Linked DNA regions of Pan troglodytes: region 1 is linked to region 2. A link is a contact called in public HiChIP or PLAC-seq data. All regions are on one chromosome and are shown on one strand. Each heading gives the region's core, a stretch centred on a gene start, on an enhancer-like site or on the middle of the called end of the contact. The rest is flanking DNA. Distances are from core to core; before and after follow the strand shown. Region 1 holds the start of SLC2A11 (solute carrier family 2 member 11). Region 2 holds the start of MMP11 (matrix metallopeptidase 11).

Region 1 (4,188 bases), core at 1,611-4,110, 80 kb before region 2:
GCGGAGGTTGCAGTAAGCCCAGATCGCGCCACTGCCCTCCTGCCTGGGCAACAGAGTGAGACTCCATCTCAAAAAAAAAAAAAAAAAAAAAAAATACTGAATGTTTATCTCAGCCAGGAAGTGTGCTGGGGAGCAAGATACAGCTGGGAAAGAGACAGCTGTGCTTTCACCATTCAGTGAGATACTGCACTGGAGGGTGGGGGAGCAGAGGAAGTGGCTCTGGAGGGCAGAATCCTGCTGAAGGCCTTGCCATAGGTCTGGAGACAGGTTGGTGACAGGGGCCCTGGCTGCCCATAGTTCCAATAAGGCCTAAGTAACTTTCTCTAAGGCTGGAAGCCTTAGGAAGAAGCCAGGTGAGAAACCTGGCATCTGGTCCCATTGAGGCCAAATTACAGCTCCACGGGGCCGCATGGAAATGAGAGCTCCCTTAAGACAGCAGATGTGAAGGAAGCAGCGAACACAGTGCTTGATGGCAGCTGAGCTCATGTAGCAGGAGATATTGACAGGTCTCTAAGACTACAGGAAATTGTTGAATTCAATGAGATCATGCATGGAGACTGCCTATACCGTGCCTGGTCATGGTAAGCATTCAGACATTAGCTACGATAGGGACCATTAATTCAGCAAACAAAGATTTATTGCCTCCCTATTATGGTCAATAATCCTACTGTTCTAGGTGTTGGGATACAGCAGTGAACGACAGACAAAATCCATGAGCTGTCAGAGCTTTCCTTCCAGCAGAGAAAGACAAGCAATCGCAAAATGAACAAGTAAAATATATAGTACATCAGCTGCTGCTACAGAGACTTAAAGCAGTGAAGGGGCGTAGGAAGTGTTTGGACCAGGTGGTGCTATTTTATTTTATTTTGTTTTTTTTTTTAGAGACAAGGTCTCGCTACGTCGCCCACGCTGGAGTGCAGTGGTGAGATCCTATTAGATCCCTGCAGCTTCGAACTCCTGGGCGATCCTCCCACCTTAGTTGGTGCTATTTTAAATAAGGCTGTCAAGGAATACAAGTGCAAATCAAGACAAAGGAGGTGAGGGAATGTGCCATGCAAATACCTAAAGAAATCAGTCCAGATTGGGAAGGAACCCATAGAAGCGGTGGGCAGTGCAGTGCGGGCGCTCTCCTCTGGCTGCGCCCTTTCCCTCTGTGAGGCAGGACGTCAGGTCAGAGCTGAGGGAGCATGAGGAGGAAAGAGGCGGGGGTGGGAAACAGTCTCGGGAGGGGGCGAGCAGTCAGGATTGCAGCGCTCGGAGGGCTTACTGCCTCTGAGGTCAGGGCTGATCGGCAGAGGATTTAGCATCTCTGGGGGCTGGGATGCCAGGGTCCAGCAACCTTGCTCTGGCCCACAGGCCGACCCTGGGCGTAAACACCTGCCTATGCACATCTGAGCCTAGCACCTAACGCCACTGTACATACAAGCACGATATTTTTGAACATTTGACGACTTAGTTAAGCCTCCCAGGTGGCTGCACCTGCGCAGTTCACTCAAATCCGCAATCCCTCATCTGAAACGCCTGGTCTGGGCAAGGATGAGAATTCATACCATTCTAGATCGCAGGAGGGCATGGAGCATTCGAAAGAGGGGCCTGAGCGGAGGTCTTGCTGTCCCAGGGAGACCCCGGCTGCCATTAGCAAGCGGTGAGCCGGCAGACTGTGCGCGGAGGGAAGGGCAGCGCGCAGCGCCCAGTTGTGAAAGAGGAGCTAGCGCACGCGCAGTGAGCGTTTGAGAGGAGCAAACCCGTCTAGACGAAGCTGTAGCGCAAGCGCAGTGGGTACTGAGAGCGGCCGCACCAGCTGAGGGTTCGCGCAACGCTAAACGATGGCCGGGACTACGGCCTGAGACTCACGCTCAGGCGCAGTGAAGCGCAGAGCCGCTAGAGTGTCGCGGAGGGCGCCTGAGGCGCATGCGCGGACTCACAGCGGTTTTAAGAAGGGCTGGGGGTGCTGGGGAGTTCGCCCCAGCGTGTTGTGGGGGAGTTCGCCCCAGCGTGTTGGGGGGGAGTCGCCGCCGCGGGGGGGGGGGTTTGGGGTCACCGCCGCGGGGTTTGTCGCCGCCGCTGGGAGCTCACCTGCGTCCGAGGCCGTAAGGACGGCTCCAGTTCATCTTCCATCCGCCTCTGCCGCAGCACTGAGGCTGAAAAGCCGCTCACTCCTTACTCGGCTAAGCCCCAAGCTCATCTCTGCAGGCCGGAAGGGAGCTCTGGTCCAAGGTCATCTCGGCCAAGCCCCTGCATTCGCCCTCGCAAATGCCAGCAAGCGACTGGTCGCCGCGCTCCCAAGTCCTCCCCCGAAATTCCGGCTCTGGCCCCTCGTCCCCCTCCTTTGCTACAGTCTCTGGACTAAATGTCTGCGGGTCTCTGTCTCTCGCTGGTCTGACCTCAGCCGCAACCCTGCGCGATTCCCTGCGCCGGTCGCCACTGCCGGCCGCCAGAACCTCGGAGGCCATTGCCCCTGGGCGTTCTCCGGAGGGCCAAGCCCTTGGTTGTGCACAGATGCACGCCCCACCTACACCCCCCCCCCCCCAACACACACACACACACTTTGGTTCAGGTATCTCTGACCTTTCCCCAGAGGACGGGAAAATTAGGAAAGACCGAAAGATAGACCCACCAGTCTTCGGAGCGCTCTCATCTGTGCGTCCTGGGCAGAGCGAGAGACTTGGCCGAATGCGGGTAGGAGAACCGGTCTCGGGTTGCCGCCAGGGGATCCATTGCGTGAGAGGCAGGTCCGACCTATGCTGGGGGCACTTGGAGTTGAGGAACCACAGAGTCCACTGGACCGGATTAATCTTTTATCCCTCAGGGCTTCTCAGGCCCTGCATGGAGGAATCCAGGAGCTGGACAAAGACCAACTGAAACTAGACTTGCCAAAGATGCTATTTGTGGTCACAGAAACATAGAGCTGGACATGACCTTAAGAAGTCACCTGAGCAGACACTGTGATGGGCACTGTAGTAGCTCTATTGCTCAGACTTGGTTTTTGTTTGACTTTTGCTGCTCTGAACTTTAATTCCTAAAAACACTGCATTTTTAAGGAAAAACACAAAATATTCGCAGTTATAATAAATAGGTATTTTATTGCATGCTTTTCGTACATCTATTAAGATGATCATATGGGTATTCTCCTTTAATCTGTTAATGAGATCAGTTACATCAATAAACTTTCTAATGGTAAACCATTCTTGAATTCTTGGGGTAGACGCAACTTGGTCATAATATTATTGTTATTAATACATTGTTAGTTTCAACTGCTGATATTTTATTTTGATAGGTTAATTTTTTTCAAAACAACCATTGCCTTTTCCCCCTTAAGAAATAAGTGGGAAGTGGCTGGGCGCGGTGGCTCACGCCTGTAATCCCAGCACTTTGGGAGGCCGAGGCAGGCGGATCACGAGGTCAGGAGATCGAGACCATCCTGGCTAACACGGTGAAACCCTGTCTCTATTAAAAATACAAAAAATTAGCCGGGCGTGGCGGCACGCTCCTGTAGTCCCAGCTACTCGGGAGGCTGAGGCGAGAGAATGGCGTGAACCCGGGAGGCGGAGCTTGCAGTGAGCCAAGATCGTGCCACTGCACTCCCGTCTGGGCGACAGAGAGAATCCGTCTCAAAAAAAAATAATAATAAATAAGTGGGAAGCGACGGGCTAATAAATGGCGCTAGGACAATTGATGATATGGGGAAAAATGAAACTGGACCTCTGTCTCACTTCATATACAAAAGTCATTCCAGGTACACACAAACCTAATGCAAAAACCTAACTTTAAACATTTTAGGCTGGACGCAGTACCTCCCACCTGTAATCCCAGCACTTTGGGAGACTGAGGCAGGAGGATCACTTGAGCGCATAAGTTCAAGACCAGCCTGGGCAACATGGGCAGACCCCCATCTCTATAAAAAAAAATGTAAAGGCCGGGCGAGGTGGCTAATGCCTGTAATCCGAGCACTTTGGGAGGCCAAGGCAGGTGGATCACCTGAGGTCAGGAGTTCCAGACCAGCCTGGCCAACATGGCGAAACCCCGTCTCTACTAAAAATACAAAAATTAGCTGGGTGTGGTGGCGGGCGCCTGTAATCCCAGCTACTCAGGAGGCTGAGGCAGGAGAGTCACCTGAACCCAGGAGACAGAGGTTGCAGTGAGCCAAGATTGTGCCACTGCACTCCAGCCTAGATGACAGAGTGAAAC
Region 2 (3,915 bases), core at 126-2,625:
TCTGAGGCATGGCAGGATTCACCCAGGGTCGCATGGTTCAAACCCAGATCTCGCCAATTTCCAGACTGTGGTTCAATGTCTACCCACAGTGATTCCTGACTCTGTCCCAAGTCCTAGGAACCAAGAGGGGCTGGGAAGGAGGCAAGACTCCAGACTGAGATGCCCCCTATTCACTCTACCCCACCCATCCCATCCCTTTCTGCTCCCATAGCCAGCACAGGACAAGGCTGCCCTGAGCAGAGCCAGAGTGGCTGGACAGAGGGTCCCAGCCTGGCCAGGCCTCCCTCCTCACCAGGCCAGTCCTGAGACTCCTGCCTGTCACACCCTCCTTCTCCCTTCCCTGCCCGAGCTGTCTGGATGCCTCTGCTGTGGAGTGGGGTGGCCCAGGCTCTGGCCCCAGGCCCTGTGACTGGTGCCTGGAAGCGCCCCAGGGAAGGGGCAGCTTTTGGGACACATGCAAGCTGTCACACACACTCCATGACAGTCCCTCCTCTCCTCACTCTGCTGTCCTCTCTTACCTGGGCTTTCTTCTCCTCTCCTGAGCACACATTTTCTCCCTTTCCTTTCTCTCCCCGCTTCTTTCTGACAGCCACCTCTCAGTCACACACACACTGCACTCATACTATTTCATACTCATGTTCTCCTGGCTCCAAGCCTCCCAAAACTGCTGCCGGCAGGTGCCCGCGGGGGACATCTCCAGGCTCAGACCCCATTTCCCGCAGCACAGCGCTGCCCTCCCTTCTCCCTTTATCCTTCATCCCACCGCACACCTGGAGGTGTACTAACTGCGGCCACACACCTGCAGGCTGACACCTGCCTGGGATCTGCTCGGCTTTGTCCCTGCGATGAATAGGGGGCCCTGTTACCACTCCCTCTGCTGCTTCCTTCAACGCACACTCCAGCACCCGCGGCTGGAGCGCGAGAGGCAGGTCCCCACGCTGGGAGCAAGCGTGAGTCCAGCGTGGAGTCCCGTCCCACCAGCCCGAACGATGCCGGCGCCGGCTCCCCTTCACACCCCCAGGGACTGCAAGCTCGCTGTCTATCACGCCTAGAGGGAACCAGAAAGCGTTTCGGGTACCGGGCGCTGGAGGCCACCCGGGGCGCCCCCTTCGGTCCGGATCTGCCGCTGGGCCCAGCCCGCGTGCCCGGCGCCCCCTCAGCGAGGAGCGGCCGGCGAGTGGCGGGCACTCACCGGCGGCAGAGCCCGGGCCAGCAGCGGCGGCGGCTGGAGCAGCAGCAGCAGCATCGGGGGCAGGAGGGCGCGCGCGGCCGCGCTGCGGAGCCAGGCGGCCGGAGCCATCCGCCCCGGGGCTGCTGGGCTTGCTGGGCCGCGCCGGGCCGCCGCCCCTTATAGCTTCCGCCCCACCCCCGGCCCGCCTCGGCCCCGCCCCCCGCCGCCTTTTGTTCTGAACTCTCCTAGCAGCCGCGGCCCGGGTGGGGGAGGTGAACGGGGAGGGTACGGCCCAGCGGGGTCGAGGGCCGGAGACAGGGTCCTGCCCCGGGGCTGGCAAAGTCCCTATCTGGTGCTGGGTGACCCTGGCCAACCCGTGCCGCTCTGGGTCTCAATTTCTCCTCTGGGTGGTGGCCGTCCAAAGTCTTAGACTTGGCTAGAGTCTGAGTCAGGTTTCATGGGTCCCATCCGTACCCCCACCTTTGGAAGGCGCATCCCACTGGGTCTCCTTGGTGGCCTGACCTCTGACCTCTGCTAATTTGTGACAGGTGGTCCTACCCACAAGCAAGTTCCCCCACCCTTCAGAGCCTCAACGGATCCTTCTAGAAGATGACACAATAGCCCCTGTGAGGAAAGGGATATTATTTTATTTATTATTATTATTATTTTTTGAGACACAGTCTCACTCTGTCTCCCAGGCAGGAGTGCAGTGGTGTGATCTCCACTCACTGCAACCTCCGCCTCCCAGGTTCAAACGATTCTGCTACCTCAGCCTCCCAAGTAGCTGGGACCACAGACGTGCGCCACCATGCCTGGCTAATTTTTGTATTTTTAGTAGAGATGGGGTTTCACCATGTTGGCCAGGCTGGTTCGAACTCCTGACCTCAAGTGATCTGCCCACCTTGGCCTCCCAAAGTGCTGGGATTACATGGGGAAGCCATTGCACCTGGCCAGGAAAGGGATATTAAAATGTGTCCCAGGGGAAAGTGAGGCATATGGCAGGGACTGGCCAGTCCTTCAGCTTGGGATAGACCGAAGTTTACAGATAGGGAAACTGAGGCTCCAAGAGGGAGGGTCCAGGCTTTTCCACACCAGCAGACAAGTGGAGGGGTCAGGAGGTCCTCTAGCTGGTCAGCTGTGGGGAGGATGCTGTCAGAAGGCTGTGGGAGGTGTCTGAGTGGAGTACTAGGCCCCCAGGGTGTCCCCTCGTCAGGGCCCAACAAGCCCCTGGGGACCCCTCCAGGCTAGCCACCTCAGACTTGAAAGAAAGGAGGCGAGAGGCCAGGCGCAGTAGCTCATGCCTGTAATCCCAGCACTTTGGGAGGCCGAGGCAGGTGGATCACGAGGTCAGGAGTTGGAGAGCAGCCTGACCAACATGGTGAAACCCTGTCTCTACTAAAAATACAAAAATTAGCCAGGTGTGGTGGCACACGCCTGTAAGCCCAGCTACTCAGGAGGCTGAAGCAGGAGAATCACTTGAACCCGGGAGGCGGAGGTTGCAGTGAGCCGAGATTGTTCCATTGCACTCCAGCCTGGGCGACAGAGCGAGACTCCATCTCATAAAAAAGAAGGAAAGGAGGTGAGACTCAAAGGAGGGGGTGTGTCCACATTCTGGAAGGGATCCTTCAGTCTCATCCCTGATTTTCGGGGTTACCCAGTACTGCTGTACACCCCCTGAAATGATGAAGGGCCTCACCACCTCACCAGGCGACCTGTTCCATCATGGGTGGCCCTGCAGAGCCACGATCCAGGCAGTGGCTCCCATCCTGGCAGGCAGGGCTCTGAGCTGCTCAAAGGTGAGGCTGTGGTCAGGAAGCCTGGGCCAAGAAAGGCAAGCGGGTGGGGAAATGTTTCACAGCTTATTCAAGAAGACTCCACAGAGACTCCTAGAGGGCGAGGAGAAGTAAGACAGCAGTAATTTTTACAACCTACACTGTTCGTAATCTTTTTTTTTTTTTTTTTTTTTTTTTTGAGACGGAGTCTCTCTCTGTCGCCCAGGCTGGAGTGCAGTGACACGATCTCGGCTCACTGCAAGCTCCGCCTCCCGGGTTCATGCCATTCTCCTGCCTCAGTCTCCCGAGTAGCTGGGACTACAGGTGCCCGCCACCATGCCTGGCTAATTTTTTATATTTTTAGTAGAGATAGGGTTTCACCGTGTTGGCCAGGCTGGTCTTGAACTCCTGACCTCAGGTGATCCACCCGTCTCGGCCTCCCAAAGTGCTGGGATTACAGGCGTGAGCCACCGCGCCTGAAAGGCAATCTTCTCTTTAAAGTCACTCACTTTTATTTACTTTTATTATTTTGAGACAGGGTCTTGCTCAATGGTGTGATCTTGGCTCACTGCAACCTCCGCCTTCCAGGCTCAAACGATCCTCCTGCCTCAGCCTCCCAAGTAGCTGGGACTACCGGTGTGCATCACTATGCCCTGCTAATTTTTGTATTTTTTGTAGAGACAGGGTTTCACCATGTTGGCCAGGCTGGTCTCGAACTCCTGGACTCAAGCAATCTGCCTGCCTGGGCCTCACAAAGTTCTGGGATATAGACATGAGCCACTGTTCCCCGCTAAAGTGACTCATTTTTAAAAAGTAGGCATTTCAGGCCAGGCGTGGTGGCTCATGCCTGTAATCCCAGCACTTTGGGAGGCTGAGGCAGGCGGATCACAAGAGACCATCCTGGCCAACATGGTGAAACCCTGTCTCTACTAAAAATACAAAAAAAAATTAGCTGGGCATGGTGGCACGTGC

Evidence for each region. HiChIP or PLAC-seq counts read pairs in DNA pulled down with a chosen protein or histone mark.
Region 1: an H3K4me3 HiChIP or PLAC-seq map of stem cell-derived excitatory neurons shows a contact between it and region 2, with 7 times the contacts expected there. The contact joins the promoter of SLC2A11 here to the promoter of MMP11 in region 2. A contact is called at or near these places in 2 of 7 Hi-C or Micro-C datasets (blood and stem cell-derived neural progenitor cells), 1 of 1 datasets of contacts at active chromatin or transcription factors (stem cell-derived excitatory neurons) and 1 of 1 other capture datasets (stem cell-derived neural stem cells).

The regions. Positions count from the first base shown.
Region 1 is chr23:25,772,658-25,776,845 of NHGRI_mPanTro3-v2.0_pri, reverse strand. SLC2A11 (solute carrier family 2 member 11) reads right to left here and starts at 2,860. Exons shown (of 11, transcript XM_063808341.1): 1 at 2,618-2,860. The coding sequence starts at 2,638.
Region 2 is chr23:25,691,234-25,695,148 of NHGRI_mPanTro3-v2.0_pri, reverse strand. It overlaps MMP11 (matrix metallopeptidase 11), which reads right to left and starts at 1,375. Exons shown (of 8, transcript XM_016939574.3): 1 at 1,193-1,375. The coding sequence starts at 1,300.